Regions from separate parts of the Mus musculus genome. Here regions 2, 3 and 4 are each linked to region 1. A link is a contact called in public capture Hi-C and promoter capture Hi-C data. All regions are on one chromosome and are shown on one strand. Each heading gives the region's core, a stretch centred on a gene start, on an enhancer-like site or on the middle of the called end of the contact. The rest is flanking DNA. Distances are from core to core; before and after follow the strand shown. Region 1 overlaps Nars2 (asparaginyl-tRNA synthetase 2 (mitochondrial)(putative)). Region 2 overlaps Gab2 (growth factor receptor bound protein 2-associated protein 2). Region 3 overlaps Gab2 (growth factor receptor bound protein 2-associated protein 2). Region 4 overlaps Gab2 (growth factor receptor bound protein 2-associated protein 2).

Region 1 (6,238 bases), core at 1,215-3,714:
TCCTCCGAGGCTTCCTGGGCTTGAAGTCCATCAGGACTACATGGGCAAAAGCTTTATCCACGCTGAGCCATCTTGCTGGTGCTGACACCGCATCCTTACCCAATCCCAGTGCTTGGCTGTCACCGACTGCATGAGTCAGCACCAAGACTCACAAAATCAGTCAGAGGTCTTCTTGTGTAATTATGAAGGAAACTGCTCAAATGGGTGGTGTTCTTTTTATTTTTAATTTTAAAATATAAGACAGGGTCTTTAAGATTTACTTTTTATGGTAATTCTTGTTTTGTCTTTTTGAATCAGTCTCACTTTGTAGCTTACACTAGCCTGGATCTTATAACCCTTCTGCCTCTGCCTCTCAAGTCAAGGACTATGTATTTGTGCTATCATTTCCAAGTCTAAAATGGCAAATTCATGTTTACCATAGCTAAAACCCTTTCTCTGTGAATGATATTGCTAAAAGAGTGGAAAGACAAACTGCCAACACTAGGAGAAATATTTTCAAATTATGTATCTGAAAAAGGATACATATTTGAAAATGAAGAAGTCTCAATGCTCAACAACAAAGGTTCAGGTGTGGAGGTGCGTATCTTCCCAGAATTCAGGGGGTGGAGGGGCAGAATGCCTGAGTCCAAGGCCACCCAGGGCTACACAGTGATGCCATCTCAAAAAACCAAAACAATCAAAGTTCAACAACAAGAAAACAAGCAACTTGACCAAGACTAGAAATTCATAGCTGCTAGGCAGATGACAAGATGTTTAACACAGAAACCCTCAAGATATACTGGGGAAATACAAAATAAAATCATAGCATATTGCTTGCAGGAATGTAACACAGTGTAGTTACCCTGTAAACCAGACAGATTCCTGAAAAAAACTAAACATCAACCTTAGATCTCACCTCTTCACTCCTTGGACCTCACCCAAGAGAGATGAAAACTATGTTCTCACAGAACCTGCACTGGAAGGTTTATAGAAACTTTTTTCATTGCTTTCCAAGACTGAACTAATACAAATGTTCTTCAGTAGGAATGGTAAATGACTGTGGTGAGCCTGTGTCAGGGAACTACCCAGACAACAGGAGAGTCTGATATATAGTATACTAAGCGGCAGAAGACAGTCAGATATGGACACAAGAATGTCCACATTACAGTCTGCAAAGGGCAAATTACTCAAGAGAGACAGAGAAGATGAGCAGTTGACAGTGGGAGGAATTAGAATGCAAGGCAGCAATAAGTCGGAGCTGTTTTGTAAGAGCAAAACTGTCCCATATTTTGACTGTAGTGGATATATGCCTGAAAACTTATAGTTTACATGAATGTGATACTAAGAAAACAGACATAAATCAAAACTGTCATAGGAAACCAGTGTGTTTTTCATAATGTCAGAAGAGTTGTCTCCTCATCCGAAGCCACTAGACACACAATGGCTCATCTCTCTTGGGTCATCTGACCTTGTTTATTACTCCCAGACTTATTTTGATATATATATATATATATATATATATATATATATATATATATATGTATGTATGTATATGTATATGTGTGTGTATATGTATATGTATATGTGTGTGTGTATATATATATATATACACATACATACACACACATATATACAGCCACACATACATATACATATTACACATATATACATACATACACACACACACATATATATATATATATCGCTGGTATTATTTTATATATAAACTTATAATATATATATACACATATGCATATAAATATATATATAATAATACCAGCAAGAATATCTTAGGGTGGTGATAAAATGACTGCTGTTATGGTTCACATTATTCTTGAGTAATGCTTAAAAATCCATCAGCTAAAATATCTATAAACAACTCTAACAACAGAGGACGAATGAACGAGAGAAAATAGAATGGAGTAATGATACGTTCAAGTATGTTTTAAATTTTATTACATTTTGAAAATGATTTACTTTTTATTTTATATGTATGCTTTGCTTGTATGTATGACTGTGCCCATGTGTGTACCTGGTGCCTGTAGAAACCATAACCCCTAGAACATCAGATCCCCTAGAACTGTACTTAAAGATGGTTGGGAGCTGTTGCATGGGTGCTGGGAGTCCTCTAGAAGAGCAGCCATTGTCCGTAACCACAGAACCATCTCCAACGCCAGTGCTACATTTGTGGATTAATTTTGTGATGCCACAGTACTACTGTGAAGGTCAGCTCTCCTCTTCTGCCATGTGTCCCAGGCATCACACTTAAGTCATCAGGCGTGGCAGCAATTACCTTTACCCAGTGTATGAAAGCGGACCTGCATTCTGTTTACATTCACCACAGTGGTACTTACTTATCCATTTCTCAATGTTCTTATGAAAAAAACTTGAGGAAATGAAAGTATTTTGCAATCTTGTCATGTGTCTAACAATTTACATATTAATCTTCATAACCTTTCCCTTTGGTGTCTATGTTGAGGCAGTGGAAATAGGGTAGAGGCAGATATGGGGAAGTCTGAGAGTGGTTCCTTTCCTCACAGTGCTCTCAGTATCTAAGTGAAGAAAAATAACACTGGGTGGTGGGCTCAGATAAAGCTGTTTAAGGAATGCATACCGTTCTTTAAGGCTCAGAGTTTAACTCCACATAGTCAGCACCAGGGTTATTCCAGAGACATTACTAGCATTTTGAACTAGATAATTCCTCAGGGGAAGAGAATACATTTTGTGAGTGATAAGGCCTTGAAAACCATCTTTGGCTTTAGCCATTACATACTGGCAGTAACTACTCTACCCATCACCACCTACTCCTTGAAGGGATAAGCAGAAATGTCCCATGAGTGATACTGACCTACATAAGCAGTGGAAGGCATTACAATGCATGGCCAAATACATTATCTGGCAATGTTAGTTGCTGACAGACTGACTCTTCAGGAACTGCCAGCCCAAAGGCACTGCCTTACTCAAGGGTATGTTTCTTTAAGGCTAGCTAACGACGTCAAATACCTGGGTGATAGAGGAAAGCACAAAAAACCTCCCTCCTGTACACAGAAGGAAAAGTTTTTCTAGCTTCTGATGTCTTCATGGAAAACGAAGCCATCTCTGTTGATGTATCAAAGTTCAACGTTGCCCTCTCCTCACTGCTTTGATCTTTTCCTTACAGGCAGTGTGCTCAAGAGCATTCCTGGAGGTTCCTCAGAAAACTGGAAATAGATTTATCTGAAGACCCAGCAATACCACCCCTGGACATATACCCAAAAGATGCCCCACCACGCCAGAGGGGCACGTGTTTCACCATGTTCAAAGCAGCCTTATTTGTGATAGCCAGAAACTGGAAACAATGCAGATGTCCCACAATGGAAGAATGGATAAAGATAATGTGGTTCTTTTACACAATGTAATACTATTCAGCTATTAAGAACAAGGACATCATGAGTTTTGCAGGCAAATCTAGAAAATATCATACTGAGCGAGGTAACTCCGACCCAAAAGAACATGCATGGTATGTTCTCACTAAGAAGTGGATATTAGCCAAAAAAAAAAAAAAAAAAAAAGTACAGAATCCTCAGGATTCAGTCTACAGAACTCAAGAAGGTTAGTTAACAAATCCGAAGGGCCCGAGTGAGGACATCTCGATCCTACTTGGGAAGGGAGAAGGAAAGAAATCACAGTGGGCAGAGGGAGGGAGGGACCTGGGTAGCAGAGGGGGCAGGAAGGGAAAGAGGGGAACATGATCAGGTATTGAGGGGCAGGTGGAGAATAGGGTTGAAGCCCTGAGGGCCAGCAGAAAGAATGGAAACAGGCAACCTTAGGAGGTAGGAGGAGGGGGGGGCGGGCTCTAGAATATGCCATAGACCTGGAAGGACTCTCAGGCCTCAAAGGGAAGGACCTTAGATGAAATGCCCAATAGTGGGGAGAGGGAACTTGTATAGTCCACCTCCAGTAGAAGACAGGGCATCAAGTGGAGGCACAGGGTTCCCATCCCACAGTCAAAAATTCTGACCCATAATTATTCCTGTCTGAAAGAACTACAGGGACAAAAATGGAGAAGAGACTGAGGAAAAGGAGGTCCAGTGACTGACCCAACTTAGGATCCAGCTCAAGGAGAGGCTCCAAGACCTGATACTATTATTGATGTATGTGCTTACAGATAGGAGCCTAGCATGGCTGTTCTCTGAGAGGCCCAACAAGCAGCTAAAAGAGTCAGATGCAGATATTTACACCCAACCAATGGACAGAAGCTGGGGACTGCTGTGGTTGAATTAGGGAAAGGCTGGAAGAAGCTGAGGAAGAAGGCGACCCCATAGAAAGACCAGCAGTCTCAACTAACCTGGACTCCCAAGATCTCTTAGACACTGAGCCACTAACCAGGTAGCATACATTATCCGATATGAGGCCCCAACACATGCACAGCAGAGGATGGCTTGGTCTGGCCTCAGTGAGAGAAGATGCACCTAACCCTGGATAGACCTAAGGCCCCAGGTAGTGCAGTGGTCTGATGGGGTAGATGAAGGGTGGAGACATCCTCTTGGAGACAGGGGAGGAGGAACTGTCAGAGGGCGAATCGGGATGGGGATAACAAGTGGACTTTAAAAAAAAGATATAATAGCCAGGTGGTGGTGGCGCAAGCCTTTAATCCCAGCACTTGGGAGGCAGAGGCAGGTGGATTTCTGAGTTCGAGGCCAGCCTGGTCTACAGAGTGAGTTTCTGGACAGCCAGGGCTACACAGAGAAACCCTGTCTCTGGGGGGGGGGGGGAAATATATATATATATATATAACAATAGTAATAGAAACATTTGCCAGCAGGGGCTGGAGAGATGTCTAAGTAGGTGAGACCACTTGCCTGGGTTTGATTCTTGGCACTCACAAGGTGGCTCACAACTGTCTGCAACTCTAGTTCTAGCAGCTCTAATACCCCATTCTGGCTTCTGCAGGTAAAACACTCATACATTTAAAATCAAATCAAATCAAATCAAATCAAATCAAATCAAATCAAATCAAATCAAATCAAATCTTAAACAAAAACCTGGGATGGAGAGATGGCTCAGATGTTATTTACTGAAGATCCAAGTTCAGGTCCCAGCGCCCATGATGGGTAGATTATAACTGCCTGTAACTCAAGCTCCAAGGGGATCCACGATCTCTGCTCTGCTTGGGTATTCATGCTCATTCTTTCTCAATATTTTTGTCTGTCTGTCTCTTTGTCTCTACCTCTTACATGCGACTTTTAAAAAAAAAGATAAGAAAAGAACTCTGATGGCAATAACTCTGTCACAAAGTTTAAGAGAAAAGGATGTGGCCATAAAGTCATGGCTCTATCCTACCCTAGTGCCTATGGTTTAAAATGCTCATTTACTGGGTGAATAGGAGTTTAAGACATACAATGAGTAGAAAGTAAAGCTAACAGTTCATTATTTTTAAATTATGTTAAATTAAATTGAACATTATAAATCCAAACTAAGAGACTACCCAAATATTACTGATAGAATTTAAAATAGTAACAGTTAATTTTTTCTGAGTAATTAGTAAGTTATCAGTCAGATACACACACACACACACACACACACACACACACACACCTCTGCCTGATTTCAACTGCTCTGTGAAGTAGAAATTAAGGTATACTAATTAAATGGATTCCTATTTTCTCCACCCCATAAATCTCTATAATGCAGAAGTACTACAATGTCAGATTCCTGGAAATGACAAACTGTATACCTACCTGCATGAGATCCTGAAGGCTTTCAACAAAAGAAATCTCCGCTTCAACCATATAAAATTCAGCCAGGTGTCTCCGGCTCTGAGAATTCTCAGCTCGGAATGTTGGACCAAAGGTAAATACTTGGGTAAAAGCTCTGCAATTCAAGATTAAGAACACAAAAATAGAATACACATGATTCATTGTAAGTATTTAAAATACCCTTAGCTCCTAAGGAAAAAAAATGTTTTCCATCTAAGCTGAACCCACAAACACACACATTGCTCATTGCTCTATTTCTCTAATGGAGGATAATAATAGTTTCATTAAAAATGTTACATTTATAGAAACCATTTTATCCCAAAGGAATCTGCAACTGCTTTATAAACCCTATGGTTTTCTAAATATAGAAATATAACCACTCCTGGGTGCACTCTACTGCAGCTGCCTTAAACAGCAGGCAACTACATTTCAAAGCAATCAAGAACAAAGTAAGAGAAAAACAGCACAACCCAAGAAACAGAATTAAGAACAATGAAAACTAGAATTTCATGTGGATAAGG
Region 2 (6,187 bases), core at 1,070-3,569, 180 kb before region 1:
CGTTGGTGTACATAAGCTTATTCTACAATGCATATGGAAAGAAAAAAGGATGAAAATAGATACAACAATTTTGGAAAAGGTTAAAATAAAATATATGAAATCAGGGTATATATATATATTTTTTTTTAAAATTTTATTTATGTGTTTAAGTGTAGGAGTGTGTGTGTGTGTGTGTGTGTGTTGTGTATGTGGTGCCTTTAGAGGCCAGAAAAGGGCAATGGGCATTGGAGGCCATAGGTCTGGAGTTATGGATGGTTGGCAACTACCATGTGGATGCTTAGAATTGAACCTAGGTCCTCTAGAAGAGCAGCCAGTGTTGTGAACCAGTGAGTCATCTGTCGAGCCGCAGTGTATGTATTTTAAATGTTCTGTAGCTATGGCAATCAAGATGATGTATACTGGATGAGAACTACAAACAGAGAACAATGTAACAAAACAGAAAACTCGAACTATATTCACATGATATATCCACTGATTTTTCTTTCTTTATTTTTATTATTACATTTATTTATTTGGGGGAGGTGGGCATGTGTGCCGCAGTGCAAGTGTAGAGGTCAGAGGACAATTTGCAAGAGTTCTTTCCTTTCACCATGTAGGTCCTGGAGATGAAATTTGGGTTGTCAGGTTTGTCAACAAACATCTTTACCCACTGAAATATCTTGCTGGTCCCCACTAATTTTTGATAAAGGTACAAAAGAAATTAAATGGAAGACAGACAGACTTTTCAACAAATGATACTAGGGAAAAAAGGCTCAGGAAAGGAGTAGTGGCACGTGCCTATAATACCAACTACTCAGGCCCATACAGAGACTCCCTCTGAAAATCAAATAGGCTAACAAGACAGTGACAAAAGATGAACAATAGATTTGAAGGTAAAATGTCCAAGCTATAAAATAGTTAAAAGATAAATAAAGAACTAGATGGCTCAGCAGTTAAGAGTGCTGGCTGCTGCTCCAGTGTGTACATCAAGAGGCTCATCAGCTCCAGGGATGGACTTGACACTTTCTCCTGGCCCATTTGGGTACTTTTGTGCACATGTGCATTCACACATACATAGATTTACCCTTACAAATAAAAAAGGGTAAATAGGTGGAAATTTTTGTCTTATGAAAAATTAAGTTTTGGGGGTTGGGGATTTAGCTTAATGTAGAACGCTTGCCTAGCAGGTACAAGGCCCTGGGTTCAGTCCTCAGCTCTGAAAAAGAAATCAAGTTTTTAAAAAAGTATTCAGTGGAAACAACGATGAACCATGCTCTATGCTATGTGGTTTAAAGAAGAGAGGCATGATGGAAACATTCCTTTTAAACAACTTAAAATATTTATAAAGTTGCAGGAAGATAAGACATTAATATATAGCCCTAAACGATGAAGCAGAGCTTTAGATGTATCATAAAAAGAGCCACAGTTTCTTAGCATATCACTGAAACAGGAACAGAGAGGGAGAAACAAAGAGGAGAGAGGGAGAGAAAGGAGGAAAATGGGGAGAGAAAAAGGAGAGAGAAATGAGTAAAATGACTATTACAAGGAAAGCTATAAAGAAAGGAAAAAGGCTTTGCTTTAAAAAGGTCACATGGTATGAACCAGGCCTGGGCATTGGAAAAAAGACAAGAGAGGTTTGGAAATTTGGTAAGTTGGATGTGGAAAGGAGGAAAGGAAGAACTTAGGGGTCCTGTGAGGCCTTCAGAACCACCCTTAGAAGCTGTATCTTTATTGGTAATGGGAGTTGCTGCAAAGTGCATAGCAGTAGAGAAATGTTAACTAGTGCTCTGTGGCTATTTGTTAAAATGTTAACTAGTGCTCATCTAGCAATGAGGAAGGTGAACTAGCGAATAACAACAACAACAACAACAACAACAAAAACTATTTAGGAAGCTGTTGCTATAGCTTTCTATGGTCAGAGAAAATGGCAATCTAAAGGAGAATAATGTGGCAGCAGAATCATTAGTTTGTGTACCAGAGTGAGATCTTGCCTCAAAAACAAAACATCAAAGTCAAAACTCATCAAAATACATAAAATAAATAAATAGAATAGTAATAATCAAGTCAGAGAGGAAGAGACAGTACATCTTACTTACTTATAATGGGACATAAAGAAGTTCCTAACGTAAGAGTATACTGTCTAAAAAGTCAAAACAAAGTCAAATTTATGTCTAGAATCAAGTAGAGATTACCATTTGCTCTGATGAAACAGAAGTGACTGTTTTCCTTTTGTACCCAAATCTAGTTAGAAAACAAACCATTTCACAATTACCCAGACCACAGAGACACGAATGTGGGAACATATGACCTGGAAGTTGCATCACTCCTGCCGTTGAGCAGAGTACATCTCATGTGATCCTGTCTGTCCTTTAGGTTAGGTCTGTAAGTGCGCACAGAACAAGGTCATGACTTCCTTCTATTGCTCTTTGGCAACCAGAAAAATAAAATAAGCCTCCACTGAGACTTACGATGACTAAATCACATTATAAGTATTTTGTTGGTGGTGAAGAGCTTATAAAATTCTACCATATCAGTCTCCAGGGAGATTCCCTGGGGTCATGAATATGGGTTCTAAACATAAAGGCTGCTTTACATATGGGACAAGAACCTGGTTTGTTTTAGGTTAGTCTACATAATCAAGTTGAACTAGGCTAGTTCTTATAGGTAAATTGTCTTTTAAGGAAAAAGGAACTTTCTGAAGATCCTTTTAGCTTCAGCCCTGAAAACTGAAAGTACTTCTAAAATTCTAGACTCTTTTGTTCTGCCTTAAGTATTATACTAAATAAAACGATTCTTCTTGAATTACTAAGGATTTTCTTAGATGCTCTATGAAAATTAGAGAATCTTTAATACTAAAAATTCTGAAAAAGAGACAGCCTAGGGTACAATACTTATCATTAAAGTTTCCTGTAAAGGGCTGACAGTAAACATTTTAGGGCATATAGTCTTTCTTACAACTATCAAATCTATAGTAGCATGAACATTACAATTTATAAGCAAACATCTAGCTTGAATTCACCAAACTGTTCCCAAAGTGTGTGGTTCAGCTGTTTGCTAAATCAGGGATTAGGATAAGGTAGAAAGGCTATGAAGAAAAGGTAGAGGGTGCTGTAGGAGGATGAGTGTAACAAATGGGTGAGAGACCAAAGTCTCTTCCAACCTAGGGAGCCTCACATGGTGTTCACTAAGGCAACCTGATATCATGATATCTTATTTAACTAGATTACTTAGATTCTTAGAAGTGAGAGATGTGTTCTTCTAAATAGCCAAGCTAGGCAGTACCTTCTATTACTTTCTTCTTTGGCAGTTGAAAGTATTTCTAAAACTCCACAATCTTCTGTCATGGCTTAGGTACAACAGATAACAGAATTCTTCTCTGATGACTAAAATTTTCTCAGTGCCTCCAATCATCTTTCTCCAGATTCTGTGGCTAAAGCTGTAGAAGGGGCAAGGCATTTCTTGGAAAAGAGTTTTGCATAACTTCTAGAAATGGGTGTGTCCTTTTAACTTCCCTCTTTCTGATGAAGGTAAAACCAAAAACTGCCAATAAGCCAGGAGATTCCTGTCAAGGGAGGGTTATTAAAACCTGAGTCTACTACATTATCAATACTCCAACTCTATTAGGTAGAACACAAACAAGTACTTTATTTTTAAAACTCCCCTTGCTTTCTTTAAAAAAAAAAATCACCATTACCAACTCTAAATCTACTCTCATCCCCCAGACTCCCAAGTAACTACAGGTAGAAGATTTAATCTGACTTCTTAATACAATTATATCCTAATTTATTTCAGTGTGAAGTACATTAGGCCAGACTTCTGTCCCATTATACCCAGTAGAAGCATGGAGAGAGCACATTCCTGGAGGAGGAAGAGCTCTGTAGCTATGTTTCTTCTAGGAATATTTGAACTGCTCTAGACCCCAAGAACTTCAAACTTACTTTGAGGAAATCAAAGTACGTATTACCTGAGCTCCTGCAACATGCTATGACAGATATGTCTCCTATCACATTTAATTCCTAAACCAGTGAGTGAAGGTAAACACAACCCCCTTCACAGATGAAAGAAAAATCCTCAGAGAGTATACAACTAGCAAGTATCATAGCCTCAGACCTTCTTGTCCCAAAGGTCTAGTAAGAGCCCAAGAAAGAGCCTGACTAGCCAGAGAGTTTACAGAAAATATTCAGGTTTGTAGTTAACTGATGGCAGAAGACAATAGCAGCACTAGAATTCAGGCTTTAGCTCTTAGCACAAAGTTTAATGACACATGAAACGTGAAACCTCCCAGAGAAGGCAATATAGTTACTGAGTCCTGACTTATTTATTAGGAAGATTCTTTCAGCTCTAGATGAACACAGAATGAGCCTTATCTAATCACAAGACTGTTACATTGAGGTCAGGGCTCTTTTTATCTTAGCATTTAGCACAGTACTTAGAACTCATAGTGTACTAGATAACTCTCTAGTGATAGCCTTACTAAAGGAACAAAAGGAGAGAATATCTGTTTTTCTGTTGGTAAAAACAGGAAAAGTGAATAAAGCCAAAGCTCTCAGACAGATGAGGGTGAGGTAGTACTGCACAGACACCAGAAACACAATGGACATCCAGGAAAAGCTCACCTTCTATATTTAGCATACTAATTACAGGTTGTAGTGGGTAGAGCATAAAGCATGGGAAGAACTCCCAGTGAGCCACAGTGGCTGGCTCAGCAATGAATACACAACCAAACATGATCAGAGGTATCAAGATCCAACTCTAACACTATTTATATGTTAACTGAAGCTCTGTCAGTGCACAGAGGGTTCTGATGATTTAGGCCTGGAATTCAAGGATTGCTGTTTGGAACCTAGGAATGTTCAATCCAGGGAGAGCAAAGTTCAAAGATAAATCTTGTGCCAGCTGTGGTGAAGAACCAGGAAAGAGGATAATCTGACATTCAGTTAGACTAAGTTACATAGGGGATAGAGGTGGAGATGGGGTGGGCCAGTAGGCAGAAGGAGTGAGGGAGCAGGGAGGAAGAGGGAGGGGGAAAGGGGTGCAGAATCAGGTATGGGGGGGAAACAGGAGAGAAGCTCACAGGGCCAGGAGAATGAATGGAAATAAGCAGCTTCTGGGTGTGGGGAAAACCTCTAGAAAAGTCCAAGAGACCTGGCATGTGAAAGGCTTCCAGGACTCAAAGACAGTAACCTTAGTCAAAATTGCCCAACAGTGGGGAGGTGAAACCTGAAGAGACCACCCCAGTGGAGAGACAGGGCCCCCAGTGGAGGGATGGGGTGACCAACCCACCTTCAAAATTTTTGACCCAGAATTATTCCTGTCTAAAAGAAAGACAGGGACAAAAATGGGGAAGAGACTGTAGGAAAGGCAGTCTAGCCACTGGCCCAACTTGGAATCCATCCCATGGGTGGGCACCAAACACTGATACTGATGCTATGCTGTGCTTAAAGACAGGAGCCTGCCATGGTTGGCTTCTGAGAGGCTCTACTAGAAGCTGACTGAGACAGACGCAGATATTTAAAGCTAACCATTGGATTGAGGTTGGGGACCCCTAAGGAAGAGTTAGGGGAAGGATTGAAGGAGCTGAAGGGGATGGTAACTCCATAGGAAGACCAACAGGGTAAACTAACCCAGACCCCTGGGGGCTCCCAGAGACTAAGCCACCAACCGAAGAGCATAAACTGGCTGGTCCAAGGTCCCTGGCACATATGTGGCCTCAGTGGGACAGGATGTTCCTAATCCTGTAGGGACTTGATGCTCCTGGGAAGGGGGATGATGAGAGAGGAGAGCACCCTCTCAGAGGCAAAGGGGAGGGGGAATGGGGTGAAGAACTCTGGGAGGGGGAACAGAGAGGGGGCAGCATTTGGAATGTAAATAAATAATTAATTAAAAATTAAATAAAAAGAAGATAGGGGAGGGTATCATCCTGAGTGAGGTAACCCAATCACAAAAGAACTCACATCATATGTACTCACTGATAAGTGGATATTAGCCCAGAAACTTAGAATACCCAAGATACAAGATACAATTTGCAAAACATATGAAACTCAAGAGGAATGAAGACCAAAGTGTGGACACTTTGCCCCTTCTTAGAATTGGGAACAAAACACCCATGGAAGGAGTTACAGAGACAAAGTTTGGAGCTGAGACGAAAGGATGGACCATCTAGAGACTGCCATATCCGGGGATCCATCCCATAATCAGCCTCCAAACG
Region 3 (6,195 bases), core at 2,024-4,523, 240 kb before region 1:
GCCGGGGCCTAGCAAACACAGAAGTGGATGCTCACAGTCAACTATTGGATGGATCACAGGACCCCCAATGGAGGAGCTAGAGAAAGTACCCAAGGAGCTAAAGGGATCTGCAACCCTATCGGAGGAACAACATTATGAACTAACCAGTACCCCAGAGCTCTTGACTCTAGCTGCATATGTATCAAAAGATGACCTAGTCGGCCATCACTGGAAAGAGAGGCCCATTGGTCAGGCAAACGTTATATGCCCCAGTACAGGGGAATGCCAGGGCCAAAAAATGGGAATGGGTGGGTAGGGGAGTGGGGGTGGGGACTTTTGGGATAGCATTGGAAATGTAATTGAAGAAAATACGTAATAAAAAAAAAAAGAAAAAAAATGAAACTGAGTAAGATGGGAGAGCAGGCCAGTAAACAGTGTTTCTCCAGGGCTTCTGCCTCAGTTCATGCCTCCAGGTTCCTGCCTTGAGTTGCTACCCTGACTTTCTTCAAGATGGAATGTAAGGTATGAGAAGAAATTAACCCTTTCCTTCCCCCCAAAAAAAGAATTAACAAATGGGACCTCATAAAACTGCAAAGCTTCTGTAAGGCAAAGGACACTGTCAATAAGAAAAGAAGGCAACCAACAGATTAGGGCTAATATCCAATATATACAAAGAACTCAAGAAGTTAGACTCCCGGAAAACCAAATAACCCTATTAAAAATGGGGTACAGAGCTAAACAAAGAACTTTCAACTGAGGAATACTGAATGGTTGAGAAGCACCTAAAAAAATGTTCAATATCTTTAGTCATCAGGGAAATGCAAATCAAAACAACTCTGAGATTCCACCTCACACCAGTCAGAATGGCTAAGATAAAAAAACTCAGGTGACAGCAGATGCTGGTGAGGATGTGGAGGAAGAGGAACACTCCTCTATTGCTGGTAGGATTGCAGGCTGGTACAACCATTCTGGAAATCAGTTTGGCGGTTCCTCAGAAAATTGGACATAGTACTACCTGAGGACCCAGCTATACAACTCCTGGGCATATACCCAGAAGATGCTCCAACATGGAATAAGGACACATGCTCCACTATGTTCTAGCTGAACTCTTAAAGCAGCAAGAAATTGACTGTTATGCTGTAGTTCTGAAACTTACCCTCATGCTTTTTAACCCCAAATCAAACAAATATTTTATAACATGATTGCTGATAATGAGACAATAATTTCTCTGGAATTCAATGATGATTTTGTAGTAACACAGATCAAAACAAAAATTATGAAGGTTATATAAAGGTTTATATAAAAGATGTCTTGTTATCTTTGTGTTTCTTTGCCTAAAAAAGTAAGCATTTTTACTCCCTTGACATTAAAACTGAAATTCAGGGACTAGAGAGTCAAAGGCCCTGAGTAGTCACTTTCCCGCATGGTGGCCATGGCAGTCTCCTACCTTGCATTTTCTGTCCTTCTGCTTATGCACTGGTGCAAGTAGAGATACTCCTGAGGTGCACTGGTGGACAAGGTAGGCTGCATGTGGCTTGACACAGGGGGCTCAAACGTGAATAAAGTAGGCTGGCTAGAGTGTGAAGGGGCTGAGGACTTCCGTTCTCGGAGCAGGTGCTGACTGGAGCTGAACTCAGCTGGAGAAGAGCGGGGACCATGACTGGCTGAAGAAAGGTTCCTCAGGGAGTCTGTGAAAAGAAGAAAGGGCTTTGTGAGTGAAATAAAGTAGGGAAAGTGTCCTTGTCTTAAAGACAGTTGTCAGAGAGAGAAAAAAAGTATTTGGATAAGAGACAGTAATATGGCTGCCACATTCTTTCCCTCAGACACTCATTACCTCTGTCTTCCCAGGGAGGCAGGTTGGGCATTGTGGCCATCTTGGCTGAATGGGAGATGAGTTACACCTCTGAAAAGCTTAGGAGAAGTCTGAAGGCCAGGTTATCATAACCTAGACCTGATCTGCTCTACCCAGGGGGTTTGCCTATCCAATCCCAGAGTGACCCTTAGAGTGACAAGACTAGACTCTGGATGGGTGAGCACCATGCTTCCTTCCTGTAGGTGGCTCCTGTTGGGAGCAGATGAAGATTGGAGTGAATGTATACTGTTGACATGCCCATGGCCTTGTCAAGAACCTCAGTGACTCTGACTCATGAGCCTTCCTTGAGTGAGGCTCAGAGGCATGGCAAGACCTTCCTCTGGTCTAGGTAACAGTGTTTAAGAATACGTGAGCACTGTGTATATACAAAAACTAGAAACCTCAACTTCCCCTTCCTGAATGTCTGCAAACTAAGTCTTTTTCCCTACAGAGCCCTCCTACTCAGACTAGGTAAGGTCTTCTCCTGTGTTATACATAACAAACAGAGCTGGGTTTCTGGTTTGCAGGTGTTCAACAGAAAGCACAGTCCAAGATTCTAGCTTTTCTATATGTCTGTATGTTGTTTCTTGGTGGCCTGGAATTCATATGTAGACAAGTTAGTCTAACTCAGAGATCTGCCTGCCTCTGCCTCCTGAACTTTAATCCTGGGATTACAGTTGTACACCATCATGCTTGGCTGGCTGTCCTTTCTTTGTTCTCTTGTCACCACAGTCAAGGTTTCCAGGACTAAGAAGCCATTTAGGGTATGGCAGGTTCCTGCAGTTATTACCTCCCTCAAAGCTTCTGGCTCCACTAAATGAGACACTGCTTACTAAAGACTCACTGATTAAGGTCCAAAACTATGCCTTTGTGCAATAATGATAAAAACACAAACAAAAGCAGAGCTGTCCCTTCAGACTAGACCCTTGGTCATCCTGGTACTCTTCCATATCTTCTAGGGCAGCTTTGTTCTCTTTCCACTGGCCTTTCTTTTTTTCTTCTTATCTCAAACTCTCCTCTGTTGTATTAGAAAGGAAGTGAGGTATTTAAGGACAGATAAAGGTTTAGAGTACTACACCCCAGCCCAAAGCATTATTCATTTGGCTGGCTCTCTAAGCTTAGTCCACATTTCCTTAGTCTGACCTACTTCCTGCTTTCTCTCCACACATAAGCAAAGCAGATGGAAGCATCATCAGCCCCTGAGCATAGCTGCCTATTTGGGGGTTGGGAGTAATTCTTTGATTCTTTCTCCTTATGCTGTTCCTACAAACTGGATTCCTTCTCTACTTCTAGCAAGCTCATATGAAGATTTCAAGATCCTATGCAGATATTACATTCCCACAAATACCTTTCTGAATGCTTTTTTTTCTTTCTTGGAGCTGACAGGTTTCAGCTTATGCTTTGTTTATACCTATGGTCATTCTGCTTCCTTGCACTTGGTTTCTGAGAACCGTGTCAGTGAGATTATTACTACACAGTCCTAGCATGTACCTAATATAGTCCCACATAGGGGGTTCTTAGTCCATGATTACATAAATAAAACATTTGACATTTTAAAATTCCAACCATGAAACTTATATTCTCAAGAAATAAAGGTATAAAGATATAAGTTCAGATAATATGCTAGGTAGGGAGGAATATTTTGGGAGATGATGGCTTTCTAGAGTCATTCAAATCCTATCAGAAGAGATAAGGTTCTTTAGCTACTGTTTTCTGACCTATTTCAGGCTGTACTATCCACATGGCCCGAGGCAGGATTACCAGCTTATTCATGATGTACAGTACTAATTACACTCTAGTCACTCCTAGCACTGGAAAGGACAGAAGAGAGAAAGTCAATGAGTCTCTAGGGAGAAACTGTTCCATGATAGCTGTATTGATCTTCAAAATGAATTCCTATAACAGGTCTCATAGTGACCTGGATGTTTGTTAACAGAATCAATGCACTTATTATTCCATTAGATTTGCAAAATGAACTCTCCAGTGGTGGATGAAAGAGGGTTTATACTAAGGACGGAGTAGTCATGGCACCAGGGGAGGAACATAAGCTCTGTCTGAGAAGACACAGGGGAGGTGTAAAAAGAAACCCTTTGATGAGGTTCTATACTCTCAGTTGACTTTCTGGCTCCTTCTTGCTTTGCCTATCTCTTAATTCCTCAGACTCTAGTTTTAGACTTTCCTATAACTTCCCTCTGGCCATAAAGCCTTTCTCTGGAGGCATATTGCCTATTATTAAGCTTAAGCTTTAAATGCCACTCAAATGATGATAACTCTAAAACTTCAATCTCTAGCTCAGTCCTTCCAGAGCTTTCTACTGTACATCACCCCTTACCTGCTGGCCTCTTCCTTTATATCCCATCAGCTAGTTAAGCTCAGAATCTAAGCCAGCTCCTTTGTCCAACACTTTCTGTCTCAGGGAAGCGCATCAATACCTTTCCCATCAGTTGTCAAAGGCAGAAACCTAGTCACTCTCTGATTTCCCTGGCTTCTCAACATTCATGCCAGTCTGCCATTGTACACTTAACAATGGCTTCCTGTTCTCCTTCAGATGTCTTACAGAGCTCTGTCTCTTTTGAAAACTATCTTCTTGTTCACTTTTTCCACAGTATTTCTTACCAATTCTCTTTGCACTTCAGAGGGTTTTCAGAATTATACCAGTCTCTTGTATTATTATTATAAGATAATAAAGCACTATTTCTTCAGTTACAGTTACTGATTTCTTATTGCCTTCAAAATAAAGGTTCCTGGTTTGACAATGAGCCTTTTCTTTTTTTTTTCTTTTTCTTTTTTTGGTTTGGTTTTTCGAGACAGGGTTTCTCTGTATAGCCTTGACTGTCCTGGAACTCACTTTGTAGACCAGGCTGGCCTTGAACTCAGAAATCCGCCTGCCTCTGCCTCCCGAGTGCTGGGATTAAAGGTGTGCGACACCACCCGCCCGGCTTGAGCCTTTTCTTTTTAATCTTAACCTTTTATCATAACCTTTGTCTTATCATTCAGTGCTCCCCTCACACCTGCAATAAATTATCAGTCTGGTGTACAGATAAAAGGTATGATTATCTTTATTTCTGCAGCCCACCCTTGCCTTAAGCACAGACCCAAAGTCAGTTGAGTGACCCAGTGTATTTACTTTTAAAGTGATTTTGCCTCTCAGAATCTCAGTGTCCTTGTTCATAACTCAACACAGGGAATTGGAAGAGACATATAATCTTTATTGCTTTTATTTGCTATTTATTTAACTATGTTTGTATTGGTGACTAGATATGTATACCACAGTGTACATAAGGAGAGTAGAGGTGCCTACATATAGTGGATCTCTACATAGTGAGATTTTAAAAAAAAACCATCAACAAAATATCTCTTGTCTGAATTTATGTAACTACTTCCTGGTGCTTGGCTTCTGGGAGTTGTTTCTCTTTCTACCACATGGATCTGGGGTATGTGTGAAATATGGCTGTTAAACCTAGCATCAAGTGATTTTTACCTGCTGAATCTTCTCACAAGCCTGAGAGAGACAATCTTGACAAGCAATCTTACATGTTGCTAGTAAATGACATATGATCCAATTGTCTCTGTATCTCCAATACACATACCTATCGCAGCATACTCAATACACATTTGTTTAATGAGCATACTGAGTAAATAAAAAAGATCTTTACTCACTCTACATCAGACAGAGAACTAATATTCAAAATATACAAAGAATTCAAGAAGTTAAACATGAATAAACCAAATAACTCCATTAAAAATGGGGTACTAAACAGAGTTTTCTCAACAGAGGAATCTCTAATAGCTGAGAAACACTTAAAGAAATGTTCAACATCTTTAGTCATTAGGGAAATACAAATTAAAATGACTCTGAGATTCCATCTTACACCCATCAGAATGGCTAAGATAAAAGACTCAGGGGAAAGCACATGCTGGCAAGGATGTGGAGCAAAGCGAATACTCTTCCATTGCTGGTGGGCGTGCAAACTTGTACAACCACTCTAGAAATCAATTCTCCAGTTTCTCAGAAAACTGGGAATAGTTCTACCTCAAGATTCAGCTATACCACTCCTGGGCATATACTGAAAAGATGCTCCAACATACTACAAGGACACTTACTCAACTATGTTGATAGCAGCTTTATTTGTAATATCCAGAAACTGGAAACAATCCAGATGTCCCTCAAGTGAAGAATGGATAAAGATAATGTGGTTCATTGACACAATGAAATACTACTCAGCTATTAAAAACAAGAACATGAAATTTGTAGTCAAATGAATGGGACTAGAAAAAGTCATCCTGAGTGAGGTAACCCAGACCTAAAAGAACATGCATGGTAAGTTCTCACTTGTAAGCGGATATTAGCCATAAGGTAGAGG
Region 4 (6,675 bases), core at 3,922-6,421, 220 kb before region 1:
TGAGTTTTCATTCTACCTTTGCTAGCCAGCAGTACAACCTTCAACAGAACTGCTCCTCTGCCTTGACCTCTGGATGTGCTGTTATTTGAAGAGTTCAGAACTAAGTACTCTCTAAGGACCTTTCAAGATCTCCTATTCCAGAAGTCTTCTAGTCTATTCTATTTATTCCCTTTATCTTGGCTGGTTGTTCTGGATAATGAGATTTACAACCATGGAGAATTGTGGTCATTGTAGGCATTCAGAAAAGCGGGGAGGAGATGGTACACATATTAAATAAAAAAAGTTTTTTTTTTTTTTTTTTACTTTTCTCAATTAAATTTTTGTAGCAATGTTTCAATATGTAGAATTTCAGTTATTTTGGTCTAACTCCTATGAATAAAGTTAGAATTTCTTTTAAAAAGAATACATGTGAATAGTTTGTCTGTATTTTTGTATATGGACCAAATGCATGCCTAGTGCCTGTAGAGGTCCAAAGAGGGAGTCAGATCCCCTGGGACTGAATTTACAGAATTTTGACCTATTATGTGGGTACTGGGAATTGAACCCAGGTCCTCTGGATGAACAGCCAATGTTCTTGACTGCTGAACCATCTCTCCAGTCCTAAAGTTAGAATTTTTTGATGCTCCTTTCCTATTCCAACAATAGATTTCTCAAAACAACATTTGGAAATGAGTTAGAATTTTAAAACAAAATAGATTATACGACAACTTTCAAAGTTATAGTCAAACACTACAACTAAATAACTTAAGTAAACTGTAGCAGAATATCTATTTCAATTAGTGGCCAGATGGGGCTTGATATTGAAGCTAAATTCAGATATGTAATTAAAAACAATTAAATTTCACATTTGATATTAACCTAATTAAAAGAAACAGCAACTGTCAGACATAATTTGGCACAGAGTCAGACATTGTTCAATTAATAGTATGTAATCTTGCTAACAAGGAGGCAGAGCAACCACGAAGAGTCCAAGCGAAGTGTGGACTACAATCCCAGCACTTGAAAGTCAGAGGCAGACCAGCCTCAGGTATATGTCTCAAACCCAAACAAAGATAAGGGTTACAAAGGAAGTTTGGCTGAGACAACAAAAAAGCCTCCATGGTATAGGCTGACTGAGTAAACAGAACAGAAACTGAGGCATCGCTTAAAACTGTGGCTGCAGAGTCCAAGAGGAAGAGGAAACGTGTCCAGGGGAAGCAGAAGCAGAAGCAGAAGCAGAAGCAGATTTTCTTCAGAAATTCAGGTGGACAGACCACTGGAAACCCAGACACCTCCCAGTGGGCAGTGAGGCCTTGGGCAATGACTTAATGTCTGGAAAGACTCTGATCTATGAGAAGAACCAAATTAAAAACTGGACAGGTCCATTTGAGGTGAGATTGAAGACTGCAAAAAGGTTAACAGGGCAAAGAAAATGAGGCCAAAATCCCAGGGTTGATCCTAACTAGAACAGAGGAACAGGGCCAGAACTTACCAAAGGGGTGAAGGATCCCCCATAGCATAGATATCATGCTAGAGTGATATGTGCATATGCTGAATTTGATGGTGGAGTTCAGAGGTCTGGGGCATGTTTGTAGAAGCAGAAATGGAGACCAGAGGGGCTTGACACATAGCAGTACCTCCAAATCATGAATTCCAAATGCTCCTATTCTAGTCTTGTATTAAATCATAGCCTCTGGTTTTCATCTGTGTACTTTTAGAAATGGTCATTTAAAAATGAGGCTGCCCCCGGGCATGGTGGTTCATGCTTTTAATCCCAGCACTTGGGAGGCAGAGGCAGGCGGATTTCTGAGTTCGAGGCCAGCCTGCTCTACAAAGTGAGTTCCAGGACAGCCAGAGTTATACAGAGAAACCCTGTCTCAAAAAAACCAAAACCAAAACCAAAACCAAAACCAAAACCAAAAAAAACCCAAAAAAAAACAAAAATGAGACTGCCATTTTTAATGGTGTTAACTGAGAAAAGTATCATTTAGTAGGATTGTCATTTTACATATACAGAGAGGTTCTAGTGAATAAAATTAATTTCTAAAATTGGGTCACACTTAGTTTTATAAAACCAACTATATTTTCCTCATTTTTAAAATTTTGTTGTTAACTGATTAAATTTTTCTTAATTTAATACTGGCCTAGAGGTCCATGTTTTGCGGTATCTACCACAGCCAGTATTTTCACACTGTGTTCAAGCCTCTACAGAAAAGCATGGGAGAAAAACATTTAGGTCTTGTTCAACTTGTAATCTTCTTCTTCCCTTTCAGGTATTAAGATTTAAGATTGCATTTATGTTCATAGCAGCCTTAATTGTGATACCAGAAGCTGGAAACAACCTAGATGTCTCATGACAGAAGAATGGATACAGAAAATGTGGTTCATTTACACAATGGAATACTACTCAGCTATTAAGAATGAGGACATCCTGAGTTTTGCAGGCAAATGGATGGAACTAGAAAATATCCTGAGCGAGGTAACTCAGACCCAAAAGGACATGCATGGTATGCACTCACTAAGAAGTGGATAAGTACAGAATACCCGAAACTCAGTCCACAGAACTCAAAAAGGTCAACAAGTTGAAGTGTCCAAGTGAGGATACCTCAGTCCCACTTGGGAGGGAGAAGAAAGCAATCACAAGTGGGGAGGGAGGAAGGGACCTGGGAGGGAAAGTGAATGGGTAGGGGGAGTCTGAGGGAGAGGGAAACCTGATCTGGTATTGGGTGAGGTAAAAGGACTGAAGCCCTGAGGAAAAGCAGAAAGAATGGGAACAGGCAACCTTGGAAAACAGGACCCTCCAGAATGCACCAGAGACCTGGGAGGTAAGAGACTCTCAGAACTCAAAGGGAGGGACCTTAGATGAAATGCCTGACAGTAGGGAGAGGAACTTATAGAGCCCACCTGCAGCAGGAAGACAGGACATCAAGTGAGGGATGGGGTTGCCATCTCACAGTCACATCTCTGACCCATAATTGTGCCTGTCTGGAAGAATTACAGGGATGGAAATGGAGAGGAGCCTGAGGAAAAGAAGGCCCAAAGTGGAATCCAGCTCAAGGGGAGGTTCCAAGGCCTGACACTATTCCTGATGCTATGCAGTGCTCACAAAAAGGGATCTATCATGATTGCTCTCTGAAAGACCCAACAAGCAGCTGAAAGAGTCAGATGCAGATATTTGCACCTAACCAATGAACAGAAGCTGCTGACCCCTGTTGTTGAATTAGGGAAGGCTGAAAGAAGCTGAGTAGGAGGGTGACCCCATAGGAGGACTAGCAGTCTCAGTTAATCTGGACCCCTGAGAACTCTCAAACACTGGACTACCAAACACACAACATACACCACATGATATGAGTCCCCCCAACACATAAAGCAGAGGACTTCCGGGTCTGTGTTCATTCAGAGATGATGCACCTAACCCCAAGAGACTGGAGGTTCCAGGGAGTTTAGAGGTCAGGCAGGGTGGGGGGTGGGGACATCCACGTGGAGACAGGGGGTAGGGAGGAGGTAGGGGATGTGGAACAGTCAGAGGGTAGACTGGGGGAGGGAATAAAATATGGAGTGTAAAAAAAGTAATTAAAAAAACCCAATGTTTAAAATTACTTCAAGTTTAATGTTGAAGATCTCATAAGATCTACACATTGAATAAGTAACAAAGTTGAAATCTAAAATTGAGACTTTGTCTCTCAATTTAGATCTTGGAGAAATGACTATATCTATAGGCTTTGTAGCATTCAGCATCTTAAGAATAACAGAGATAAAGTTTGGAGCAGAGACTGAAGGAATGACCATCCAGGGACTGCCCCACCTGGGGATCCATCCCATAAACAACCACTAAACCCAGACACTATTGCAGATGCCAACAAGAGCTTGCTGACAGGAACCTGATATAGCTGTCTCCTGAGGGGCTCTGCCAGTGCCTGACAAATACAGAAGTGGATGCTCACAGCCATCCATTAGATGGAGCACAAGGTCCCCAATGAAGGAGCTAAAGAAAAGTACCCAAGGAGCTGAAGGTGTTTGCAGCCCCCTAGGAGGAACAACAATATGAACTAATCAGTAACCTCAGAGCTCCCTGGGACTAAACCACTAATCAAATAAAACAGACGGAGGGACTCGTGGCTCTAACTGCATATGTAGCAGAGGATGGCCTAGTCGGTCATCAATGGGAAGAGAGGCCCTTGGTCCTGTAAAGGTTCTTTGTCCCAGTATAGGGGCATACCTGGGCCAGGAAGCAGGAGTGGGTAGGTTGGGGAGCAGGGGATTGGGTGGGGGGAGAGGATAGGGGATTCTCAGAGGGGAAACTAGGAAAGGGGACATTTGAAATGTAAATAAAAAATATCTAATTAAAAAAGAATAACTATGACTGGATATTTAATCAGACTTAAGATTTTCAGGGATCTAAGACAACCTTTTAATACAAACGCCTCTTCCACTAAACACAAAATTCTAGTTCTACCATTATTATAAGTCCAAAATTGAAGTTATACAGAATTTTGGAATGTACTCTGGTAATTTCAACAAATCACTACTACCTTTCTTCACAATGGGTAATCGGAAGTCATCCATGAACAGCAACAAAACAGGAGGGGTGGGTGCCGGGAGTCTCAAGACACATCTGCGAGCTTTCCAAAGTTGAGAACTCAGGACCAGACTGCTCCTACTCCCCAGTCTGTGGGTTTTGGCAGGTAACACTAGACTTAATCTATGCTGGTTGGCTAGGGAGGTGAGGGGGAGTGTCTCGTATAAATAGACAGAACAGGAAGACGGATCAAGTCTTAGAATGGAGAAAGGGGTCATGTTTTTCCCAGTCACCTTTTCCTCCTCCAGAGTCTGGACTTTCCTGAAGGTCAGGGCTACAGAGAGTTCTATGAAGATTTATGTAGCTCATATTCAATTCAAGACCTGTTTTTTTTTTGGGTGACTAGACCAAGTTGCAAACAACAAAAACAAATAATAATAATGAAGGAGATCTAATTCTTCAGAACTGCTCGTAATAACACTTTTTTTTTTTTTTAAAGGGAACAGGAATTTCAGAGCTGGCTGGAAACTGGTCTGGATGTTTATTTTCCTCATTGTCTCAGTGGAAAAAAAAAAGGGTGGGTGATTCAGAAAGCAGCCTCCACCTCTGGCCTGGGGCTTGAGTCAGTCTCCACCCTGTTCTTTGCTTTGCTCCTCAACAGCTGGGTTGTAGTCTGGGGAGATTCTGCTTCTTGCCTCCCACACTGGCTCTCAGCTTCCAAGAAGGGTCCCAAGAGAAGCTGTGAATCTAAGTTCAGAGAAACAACACCAAAAGGTGGGAGAGGGAACAGGGAAGAAAAGGCCTCTCAGGCATATGAGAAGGGAAATATTTCTCCCCTGCCTTATTCTATCCTAATTTTTCACTCTCCTACCCACTTTCATCATGGGGTGGCAGGGGAGGACAAGGTTGTCAGAAGGCATCTGTGTGGACAGCAGCTCTCCCACAGCTCTTTCTGCTGTCTAGCAGGAATAGGTGGTCTAGAGACGGATGAGCTGTTTGAAGACCCCCCACTGACATTCTTCCATAGGATGCTGCATATTTCCTCAAAGCATTCCTATGAGTGTTGTCTGACCCCAGATGAAAACCAAGGCTTGAAATAGTCTGCTAGAGAGATAGGAAACTCAAGGATTACTGGAAGCTTAAATATTTATAAAACAGATTTTGGGGAGCAGCCTCATCAAATATTTTTTAGTAGAGAAAAGGTGGAAGAAGAAAACATCTAGAACTCTGGGATTTCATTCCACAGAATTAGGCTAACTATTGTCACAAAACTCTTGCCAAGGGGTAAAGGATAAAGGAAAAGCTAATTCCATGGAGAGAATATAGAAGAGGCTTTGGCCCTATTTCTAAATCTTTACCAGTTACAAAATAGGACTTTGGTGAGCTAAACTCCCTGAGCTCCAATTCATTCATAGTGGCTTGCTGGCTAGTTGGAGACAGACCATGTTAGTTTGCTAATTTAGCTGTCAGAGGCCACTTTTATAATATCACTACACTTATAAAATAATCAGTTGTCAGTGATTTATAAACGTCCTGCTGCTCTTCCTTCTGGCTGGCTATTTTGTGACTTAGAAGCAGCTATGCCAGACTTGCCTGTGAAGAGTTAGAACAAATGAGGAGTTAGCAAACATAGTCTGAGGATGCGTAAAAGCCTTGGGACTTAGCCCCAGCACCTCTGCTTTTAGGTCTCTGTTCCAAAATCTCCCTGTTCCTCCTTGTGCAACAGAAATAACGTCAGTTGCCCCTTGTCACTTCATTTTTGTTTCAAATGAGACTACAGAAGGGTTTGCTGACAGGAAAGCTTTCTAAAAATGGTAGATATTTAAATCACATCCTGTTTATCTTGTTTTATAGATACAAAGAACATCTTTACTTTTACACCACCGTCCTCACTATATGGAAAGAAGCACTTGGCAGCCACTGTTCCTACACATTTTCCTGATGTTTCCTGTGTGATCTGGTATAACCTCTCCAACAACCCCATGATGAATCATTTCCATTTTCCAGATGATAAAACCATAAGAGGTAAAAAGTTACTTATTTGGTGTCAAACTGCAAATAAGCAGAAACCCTGGGTTTCAGCACAGATGACCTGCCAGATTCCATAGTGGCTCTGTGGGTCCTGTGCAGCAACTGAAAAGTGAAGGGGGGAGGAGGCTATGCCAGTGCCTGACAAA

Evidence for each region. Capture Hi-C pulls out chosen DNA fragments and counts their contacts.
Region 2: a contact with region 1 is called in a capture Hi-C map of bone marrow-derived macrophages, with 4 times the contacts expected there. The contact joins two enhancer-like sites. A contact is called at or near these places in 3 of 9 other capture datasets (adipose tissue, bone marrow-derived macrophages and liver).
Region 3: a contact with region 1 is called in a promoter capture Hi-C map of adipose tissue. The contact joins two enhancer-like sites. A contact is called at or near these places in 1 of 15 datasets of contacts at CTCF or cohesin (the NIH/3T3 cell line), 2 of 484 Hi-C or Micro-C datasets (bone marrow-derived macrophages and nephron progenitors), 1 of 115 datasets of contacts at active chromatin or transcription factors (microglia) and 2 of 9 other capture datasets (adipose tissue and liver).
Region 4: a contact with region 1 is called in a promoter capture Hi-C map of adipose tissue. The contact joins two enhancer-like sites. A contact is called at or near these places in 2 of 484 Hi-C or Micro-C datasets (bone marrow-derived macrophages and nephron progenitors), 1 of 115 datasets of contacts at active chromatin or transcription factors (microglia) and 2 of 9 other capture datasets (adipose tissue and liver).

Annotation. Positions count from the first base shown.
Region 1 is chr7:97,023,212-97,029,449 of GRCm38.p6, reverse strand. It overlaps Nars2 (asparaginyl-tRNA synthetase 2 (mitochondrial)(putative)), which reads right to left. Exons shown (of 14, transcript NM_153591.4): 7 at 5,700-5,832. Among named protein-coding and RNA genes, the nearest start is that of Gab2, 55 kb to the left of the region's middle. Within about 2 kb of position 2,464, at least 30 of the 459 cell types and tissues checked have an H3K27ac peak or open chromatin away from gene starts, as enhancers often do. A contact at or near this core is called in adipose tissue and bone marrow-derived macrophages, where this site is marked.
Region 2 is chr7:97,207,438-97,213,624 of GRCm38.p6, reverse strand. All of the region lies in intron 1 of Gab2 (growth factor receptor bound protein 2-associated protein 2), which reads right to left. Among named protein-coding and RNA genes, the nearest start is that of Usp35, 120 kb to the left of the region's middle. Within about 2 kb of position 2,319, at least 105 of the 459 cell types and tissues checked have an H3K27ac peak or open chromatin away from gene starts, as enhancers often do. A contact at or near this core is called in adipose tissue and bone marrow-derived macrophages, where this site is marked.
Region 3 is chr7:97,267,274-97,273,468 of GRCm38.p6, reverse strand. It overlaps Gab2 (growth factor receptor bound protein 2-associated protein 2), which reads right to left. Exons shown (of 10, transcript NM_010248.2): 3 at 1,427-1,667. Among named protein-coding and RNA genes, the nearest start is that of Usp35, 62 kb to the left of the region's middle. Within about 2 kb of position 3,273, at least 50 of the 459 cell types and tissues checked have an H3K27ac peak or open chromatin away from gene starts, as enhancers often do. A contact at or near this core is called in adipose tissue and bone marrow-derived macrophages, where this site is marked.
Region 4 is chr7:97,246,342-97,253,016 of GRCm38.p6, reverse strand. The region is part of intron 2 of Gab2 (growth factor receptor bound protein 2-associated protein 2); the gene reads right to left. Among named protein-coding and RNA genes, the nearest start is that of Usp35, 82 kb to the left of the region's middle. Within about 2 kb of position 5,171, at least 52 of the 459 cell types and tissues checked have an H3K27ac peak or open chromatin away from gene starts, as enhancers often do. A contact at or near this core is called in adipose tissue, where this site is marked.